Regions from separate parts of the Mus musculus genome. Here all the other regions are linked to region 1. The links are chromatin contacts, called in public HiCAR-type and HiChIP or PLAC-seq maps. All regions are on one chromosome and are shown on one strand. The core of a region is the stretch at or near the end of the contact, and the rest is flanking DNA. Distances in the headings are between cores, read along the strand shown.

What was found. HiCAR-type assays count read pairs that join an accessible place to other places. HiChIP or PLAC-seq counts read pairs in DNA pulled down with a chosen protein or histone mark.
Region 2: a HiCAR-type map of astrocytes shows a contact between it and region 1, with 5 times the contacts expected there. The contact joins the promoter of 2900009J06Rik here to the promoter of Pfkfb2 in region 1. A contact is called at or near these places in 2 of 39 promoter capture datasets (hippocampal neurons and liver), 2 of 115 datasets of contacts at active chromatin or transcription factors (astrocytes and stem cell-derived neural progenitor cells) and 2 of 9 other capture datasets (adipose tissue and liver).
Region 3: a contact with region 1 is called in an H3K27ac HiChIP or PLAC-seq map of cardiomyocytes, with 4 times the contacts expected there. The contact joins the promoter of Dars here to the promoter of Pfkfb2 in region 1. A contact is called at or near these places in 1 of 39 promoter capture datasets (hippocampal neurons), 1 of 115 datasets of contacts at active chromatin or transcription factors (cardiomyocytes) and 1 of 9 other capture datasets (embryonic stem cells).

What each region holds. Positions count from the first base shown.
Region 1 is chr1:130,714,539-130,717,090 of GRCm38.p6, reverse strand. It overlaps Pfkfb2 (6-phosphofructo-2-kinase/fructose-2,6-biphosphatase 2), which reads left to right and starts at 1,270. Exons shown (of 15, transcript NM_008825.4): 1 at 1,270-1,370; 2 at 2,515-2,552. The coding sequence starts at 2,535.
Region 2 is chr1:127,772,776-127,775,327 of GRCm38.p6, reverse strand. It overlaps 2900009J06Rik (RIKEN cDNA 2900009J06 gene), which reads left to right and starts at 1,274. Exons shown (of 2, transcript NR_045298.1): 1 at 1,274-1,400. It overlaps Ccnt2 (cyclin T2), which reads right to left and starts at 1,164. Exons shown (of 9, transcript NM_028399.1): 1 at 943-1,164; 2 at 146-227. The coding sequence starts at 1,100.
Region 3 is chr1:128,416,130-128,418,681 of GRCm38.p6, reverse strand. Dars (aspartyl-tRNA synthetase) reads left to right here and starts at 1,266. Exons shown (of 16, transcript NM_177445.5): 1 at 1,266-1,530. The coding sequence starts at 1,465.

The DNA.
Region 1 (2,552 bases), core at 21-2,520:
TTCATTGAGGCCAAGTGGACGGGACGAGCGGGGAGTCCCGTGAGACGAACTTGAAAGCGTCCATCTGCCACCTCAGAAAGACTGTATGAGGTCAGCAGCCGTGCCTGGGGCGATCGCCTCACTCCCGCGGTTGGTGGCAGGGCTCAAGAGGACTCACTCTTGGTCATCAGGATTCCAGTCCGATTCCTCGTATCCCAGTAGGAAGACACTTCATCATGGCAACGCAGTCCTCGCGGTGGCCGAGAGACAGAAGACAGACGGGCAGAGAGGAGACCTGACCAGATAGCTAGCCAGTTTCCAACTCTGTAGCCCGGGAGCCCGAGACTGCCTTGACCATAGTTCTAAAGGTGTGCAGTAAACGCCGAATAATGACAGTTCGTAGCACGCTGGAACTCGCCGCGGGGGTGTGAAACGCATATTTGGATTGTGTGGAAGATGACTTGACTCTCGGGTCAAGAAGGAAGGAGTGAAAACAGTTCTAGGGTCCCTCCCCCACCGTTTAGCCAAAGCAGCAAACAAGTCCCCCTCCCCACTCTGGACTGTCAAGCATTGTCAGGTACCAATGGTGTGCAGGGGGAGTGACTTTGAAAAGTAGTTCTGGGAGATATAAACCCCACTGCAACAGCCTCTACTGTGAATCAGTTACAGCGAATCTGTCCCTCTGTACCCTCACACCAGGAGCGGGTGCACTTCTCCTCCTCCTTGGCTCTTCCAGATGACCACAGATAATGTAGCCTGGGTCCAGGGATGGAGGGGGAAATCAAGGAACATGCTTTGGAGTCACCTGTCTGGTGAATGGGAGGCTCCCGGATCCATAGGCTCCAAGGATGCTGACCAGAAGTTGTAGTTAGTTAGCTCTTGCCTTCTGGTAGCCAGCAAGGCATCTTTACAAGCCGACCTCAACCTCCCAGAACCTAGTCTAGCTGGAGATTCAGGAACGAAGGCGTTAAGCCTCACTTTTCACCAGTCACTCCCACGCAAGATGTCAGCCAAACAGGTCTCGCGAGAATAAGGGAAGGGGGGGGGGGAAGGGAAGGCTTTTAATTCACCCCGCCTCCAGCTCCATTTGTTTCCAGGCAACAATGCCACCAAGCTCCCCTGGGCCGGCTGCTTTGCGAGCTGACAGCCTTAGGCTGTCACAGGTCCTCCCAGACCCCAGGAGCCCGCCCCCTGCCCTGCAGGTGCTTCATTGGTCCAGCGTGCCTCCAGGTGAGGGCTGACGCCAGCGTGGGCGGGGCCAAGCGCCCCACGTGACTCGCCCCAACCCCCGGAGCCCGGACTACTTCAGTCTGTCTGCCAGCTTTGGTACCCGGTGCTCCGGTGGCGACACTGGGTCTACAGCAGGGAGGACGAATAGGACAGGTCATAGGGTGAGCGGTAATTGAGCAGTCTGGACGCGGGGCTGGGGTGCTGCGCGGGCGCGGGGATGGTGCAGAGCGACAGTGCTTCGTGCTTTCGGGAAGTGTAGCTCCGGGTGACGCTCCTGGGCGTGCAGCCCTTCAGGGACACTGAGCCGCAGCTGCGGAGTGAGGACTGGAGAATTGGCTCTGTCAGGCCAGGAGCCGTGCACGGGTTTTCTTTTTTCTTTTCTTTTCTTTTTTTCCTTTTTTTAAATAGAATCTTTTGTCTTGAGCTCCTTGGCATCGGGGTTTGAGTAGTGAGTCCCAGTCCCTCTCACCCTAGTTGATATCAGGACGCAAGGCTTATTTTGCAGGTAACATTCCATAAGTCATTTACTTCCGCTGCGCCCTAGGGTATGGATAGGAAAGGGCAGGGAGGGTGGAGAACGTCAGAGAATGTAACATGCTAGGGCTATCACAGCTCCACTACAGTTCTTCCTTCCTAGAGTGTGCTTTCACCCCGTCCGTCCCTCTCACCAGTTTCCAAATTCATTCTCATTCTCTCCCTTCTCTCCCTGTCCCCCTCTTCCCCTCCCTCTCCTTCCCTCTTCCCCTCTCCTTTTTCTCCTTCCCTCTCTCTCTCCTTCCCTCTCTCCCTCTCCTTCCCTCCCTCCTTCTCCCCCCCCCCGCCCCCCCGCCGAGACTGAGTTTTTCCTTTGGATTGGGGTTGCTTTCTTGATCAAGTGCACTTCATCTCTCCGCATCTCCAGCGCTTCTGATTCCCACCTCTGTTCTGTCTGTATTCTTAAACTTAGAATGTGAGGGCAAGAAACTTGAACAAGGTACTTTGGTTATCTTCATTTGTCAATTCTGTAAAATAAGACGAAGTAATCATGCTAGGAAAATCTGCTTTATTAAGATTACTGGAAGGCTTGCTGGGTTTGAGATGTATGAGTGTGAACCAAGTCAGCAAAGAACTGCAAAGTTGGGGTGCAGCTGTATACGTGAGGAGTCAGGTTTGTGACACCCAAGAACAAGTGTTTGTGAAGTAGGAGCAAGAGGCTGGACCTGGATCTTGGTAGGGGCTTCTTCCCTTTGTCACACTAATTCTCTGCACCATTTTTAGGGATACCTTCCTTCCCTTCCTTCTATTTTATTATCTCTCCTTTCCCAGGTGCCTCCTGAAGAACTACCATGTCTGAGAATAGTACA
Region 2 (2,552 bases), core at 25-2,524, 2.9 Mb after region 1:
GAGGCAAAACGTTTATTGCATAACTCACATTTATAGTAAACGTAGAACGCTCAATTTATAAGTAAAAACAACGATCAACTAACTTGTTTTCGCATTATCTACTCATTTTAACATTCGGCGTCTAAAACAATAAAACAGTACTTACATTTCTGTTGAATTTGGTGAAGGAATGGTGCATATAAAACCTGTGCATATAAACAATCGCAGTGTTTATTGTAAGCTGAGAGCTGGGATGCAACGTTTAGAAAATAATCTAAGCAAAATGTTTCCAAAAACTAAATCAATTTGAATGGAAAAATCCCCTTTCCATTTACTCAAATCCAATCCTCAACCTGAAAGTATGCAGAAAGTCTGCGGGGAGAAGAGAAATCAGTCTGGATGCCAAATTATTCTAATACGCTACGTAGGGAGAGCCCAGGAATTATTTGCAATTAGGTTACAGCTTAGTACAGTAGAAATAAAGTAGTCGAAAGGCGCGCGCCACACACCCAAAGAACATGAAACATCTACGTGCGTTCCCCCGGCGCAACAGAGCCGCCCTGGAGCCGGCACGGAAGCCTCGGAAAACACTTTCCGTGGAACATCTGCGACCTCTCTACGTCTCAAGGCCTTTTCTGACTTCCGAAAGTGGAAGGGGCCGCCCCTTGGCTTTGCTCATCCCGGATTCCTCCTCTCTCGCCAGGGAAGCACTGCTATTCCCTCCCGCATCACGCGCTCCCAAACACAGGTTATACAACGCGGGCTCCCGGCCCGCCTTCCCCGGCACATCTCCTCTTTCTCCGGCTCGCCACGGCAGCTCGGGCCCTAGCTTTCTCTGTGTCTTTCCCGAGATCAAAAGACGGCAAAGGGAGCGGCGCCATGTTCCCGGGACACTAGGCCCGGTCACCCGGCGAGCGCGACCAGGGCGTGTGGGACGCAGGGCCGCAACTAGAAAAAGGATACACATTGAGACGTTGCCCCATGTCCTGGATGAGGTTGGCCGCCTGCTGGCGATGCGACAGCTCTTCATCCGCTTCCACTCCGCAGCGGCGGCTCGGCGTGTTCTCCAGCTGTTCCCGAGTAAAGAACCAGCGAGAAGAAGCTCCACGGCCCGACGCCATGACACTTCCTCCTCCGCCCGCGCCCTGAGCCCGCCCCCTCCCCGCCTGCCTCCGGGACTCCGCGCCAATGTGTCGAGGCCCCGCCCCAATGTGCTCTCCGTAGGGTGGGCCACGCCTTTTCCGGGCCTGCTGCTACCCACGCGCACGCGCAGGGACCCGCCCTGCCGGCTCGCGCTGGTCTTTTGCTTTCTCTTTCCGGCCTCCCTCCCCTTTCTCTCTCTCGGACCCGCGGGACCACAATGCTCTGCGCCTCTTGTCATTGGGAGACGCCGTAAAGTGGGGGTCACTCGGAAAGAAAAGGTCGACGCGGTGCATGCTGGATCTGGGAGGGGCTAAGGGGAAGGGGCGGGGCGAACAGGGAAGAGGTCCTGAGGCTGCCTAATAGGGCTTGGACGTTAGCTTTCAACTAAACGGTTTATTTTGTGGTCTGTGAGTTTGCGGGTGCGTTAAAGTCAGAAAAGGCTTTTCTAGTCTCGGCTTCGTGCTGTAGCTTCCATTTTCTTACATGTTGGTGGGTGTATTTTCTTAGCTTTGTTGACTCCTGTGTCCACGAATGGCTACCCTCCGGAGGAGTTAGCTAGGAAAGAACGCTAATTCTAGCAGTGAACTAACAGTGTCTTCTGGGTTTTTTGGTTTTGTTTTTTAAATCGCTAGTAGATGTTGGGGAGCATGCGCCTTTAAAACGTTACTTTAAACCTAAAGCCACTCAAGGGGTATGGGTTGTTTTAAAACGATGTGCCATGTGTCCCAGACTGGCTTTGTGTTCACTCTTGTAGCCAAGAATGACCTTGGATTTACTGTCCTCTTGCTTCCCCCTCGGAAGTGCTGGGATTACAAGGCCAGTGGCATCACTCTGCAGATATCTTTCTTATTAAGTTACCTGTCAAACAATATGAAGTTAATAATTGGAGGTCATGACTCTCTAGGCCTTCCATCCAGATGGGGTGTATGGTTTTGAAGGTCTGTGTGGTTTCTGCGGGTTGAGATTGGGGGATGGTTGGGGAGAAGCAGAACGCTGTAACTCAGGTTGTCCAGAAACAAAGTGCAGGGATTATAGGCTGGTGTGCCGCATCTTGGTTGAAGTGCTGGAGCAGAGGGCCTTAGGCATACTAGGCCAACAGTCTAACAAATGAGTGCAAGAGAAGCTAAGAAAAAAATTGTTTAGGATTTTATAAAGTAAGGTCTCTTATAACTGATGATTTATTTCCATCTTTTTGTAAGGAAGCACCACTCATTTGTTTACATGTTATCTGCCTCTGAGTTAATGCCTATTGTATATGACCAAATTACACTTTAGTTTTTAAGTATTTTCTGAAGACTGCAGTCAGTTATCGAAAACTGGCTTTTAAAAAGCCAACGAGGGCTGTTGAAATGGCCGACCAGCTAAAGGCAACGCTGCCAAGCCGGACAACTTGAGTTCACTCCCCACCTATATGGTAGAGGGAAAGACCC
Region 3 (2,552 bases), core at 17-2,516, 2.3 Mb after region 1:
CAGTAGCAGATTAAGATGTGTCTCTTCTCGGCAGTCAGCCTGCGTCAAGTAGAAAGATCAGCTCAGGATCCTGGCCAGAACCATCAGTAATCATTTTATTGCCAATGGTTTATATAACGCTTAGCACAAAGCACATATTTATAACCACTGATGAGTTAATTGAACCATATTTTCCCCCACCTATAACTACATAGTAAACTACACTTCTGGAGCCACCATATCTATCTTACCTGGATTCCAGATCTAAGTAAAATCTTACCTGGATTCCAGATCTAAGTAAAGTTATTCCCAGAGAGCTTTCATTTGAGGGGATAAGGTAGGGTTGGGGAGGAGGGTCCAATTGTATCCTGTTAACAAGTATTGACCATGACATTTTATGTCAAGATAAGACACTACAGACAGCTAAAATGTGACAAAGACGGCTAAAGCTTGTGTCCAGCACCGGAAGTAGTATGTAATCAAGTCTTCAAATTTCATCCCAACAAACTTTTCCTTCTTGGTTGTTGTTTTAAGATAGAGTCTCACTACGCAAACAAGGCTGGCCTCTGCTTCCTGAGTGCTGTTAACTGCAGGCCCGAATTACCAAAGCCCACATTCAATAAAAACGACAGCATTTTTCAAAAGTCTAATTTAGGGAAGATTCACCCATTAGACAACCAACACTATACTATGCATTGCCTTTCACAACACAACAAGTCAAGGAAAACCTGTAGGCTATTGCTTTTAAAACAGTACTCCATCCTGCCTTAGGAGCCTACCTGCCTACCTCTAACACAGCATCCTGCCTTCCCACACAGAGCAGGTTGCCCAGAGACCTCCTCTGACCCAAGAGACAGGCTTCCACAGGGCAGTGAAGGCATCAATTCCAAAAGCGGAGATCCCAGCTGGCAGGACGCGAGACAAGCTGTCTGCCAGGGAGGGTGAAACAATGATACTCACCCCACCCCCAACTCCCTGTCTCTAAATATACAAGTAAGCAAGCTCGTGGTGTTTCACACTCTTAATCCCAGCACTCAGGGAGCAGAGGCAGGAGGATCCTCGTGAGTTCCAGGCCAGACAGCATTACACAGACCCTGTCTTTAAAATAATTAGAATTAAATTTAAAAAGAGGGACTCTGGGAGCAAGGGGAAGACAATTAACTGGAATGAAGTTAGACCAAGAGGGTAGGTATGTCAAGAGGCTCTGCAGGGAAGATTCCTCGGAGCCTATCCTGCGAGACCACACCCACTTCTGGGCCACGCCCCATGACTCCCGTGGGCGGGGCAGAGGGAGGAGCTGGCGGCGGCGCGCGAGAGCTCGCTGTGGCTCTCGCGATATTTCCGAAGCCAAGGTTCCACGCGGAGACTGGGGGCTTAGAACCCGGGCTGGGAGGGCGAGACTGTGCGGGAGGGAGCCGCTTCTTAGCCTGTCCTACGGAAGCCTGCGAGGGAGGGTGGTATCCACTCCCCAAATCCAGTGTCCTGATGCCCAGCACCAACGCCAGCCGTAAGGGTCAGGAGAAGCCGCGGGAGATCGTGGACGCGGCGGAAGTGGGTTTCCTCCTTTCCCCCCGGGTCGGGGAGTGCGCTGAGGGAGGGAGTGGGGCGATCCGGGCGCCGCTTCCGTAGCTCCCGTCAGCGCTTTACTCGCAGGCCGCGGCGTGGGGTGTCGCGTCGCAGGCCAGTGCTCCCGAGGACCCCAGGGGCCGTGCCTGGGCTCGCGGCCTCAACTACTCGGGACTGTTAACTCTTGGGACCGTGGCCTGGAAGAACCGTGTTCCTGGGGGTGGGGGGACAGGCAAACGTGGGCGCTCGCGGAACCGGAAGTAGCTGCGGCGAGGTTCACTCGAGCCTTCCTAGGTTAGCACGTCCTGCACGGAACACACCAGCCCAGTCCCCGGACATTTCTGATAAAGCACCACTAATCGATACCCTCAGCCCTCATAATGTTCTGGCCAGTAAAGACAGCCCTTTGCAGCACGAGCTGCCAGTGTATTTAATGACTTTTCCTTGTGACAGCTGCCAACACGTGTTATCTTGGTTTCCTTTCTCAGTGACTCTGTGAGGTAGGGTAGTGCAATTCCCAGAGATAACCCTCAGTGATCCATAGCACTTTGCAGAAGTCAAGGTTTGAAATCCTCTAAGTTAGGTGTTTGTAGTAATACTTAAGTCTTAATCTTTTCCTGGCTCCTAATTTTTTGGTGGAGGAATTCAGCATTTGCTAACTACATCATAACTCAGAATAATAAGTTACTATTTAGTTCTGCTGAAATGTGAGTACTAAATAGAAACAATAACACTTTTTTTTCTTATTTTCACCCCCCTTTGGTTCAAATGCACCACCTATTTATGGCACATACCATTATGTGACAGTTCTCTCATATTGAAGAAACAATTTCAACAAGAGAATGTAGAAGAACAGAAACTGTTTCAGACATCTTTCAAAACTACCTTGTTAAAAAAAAATTTAAGGAAATTATTTTTGTGTGTTAGTGTGTCTAATTGTATAAATTATCAACACACCATTGTAAGTAGTATAGGTATAAGATACAGTATATGGTAGACATTATAAT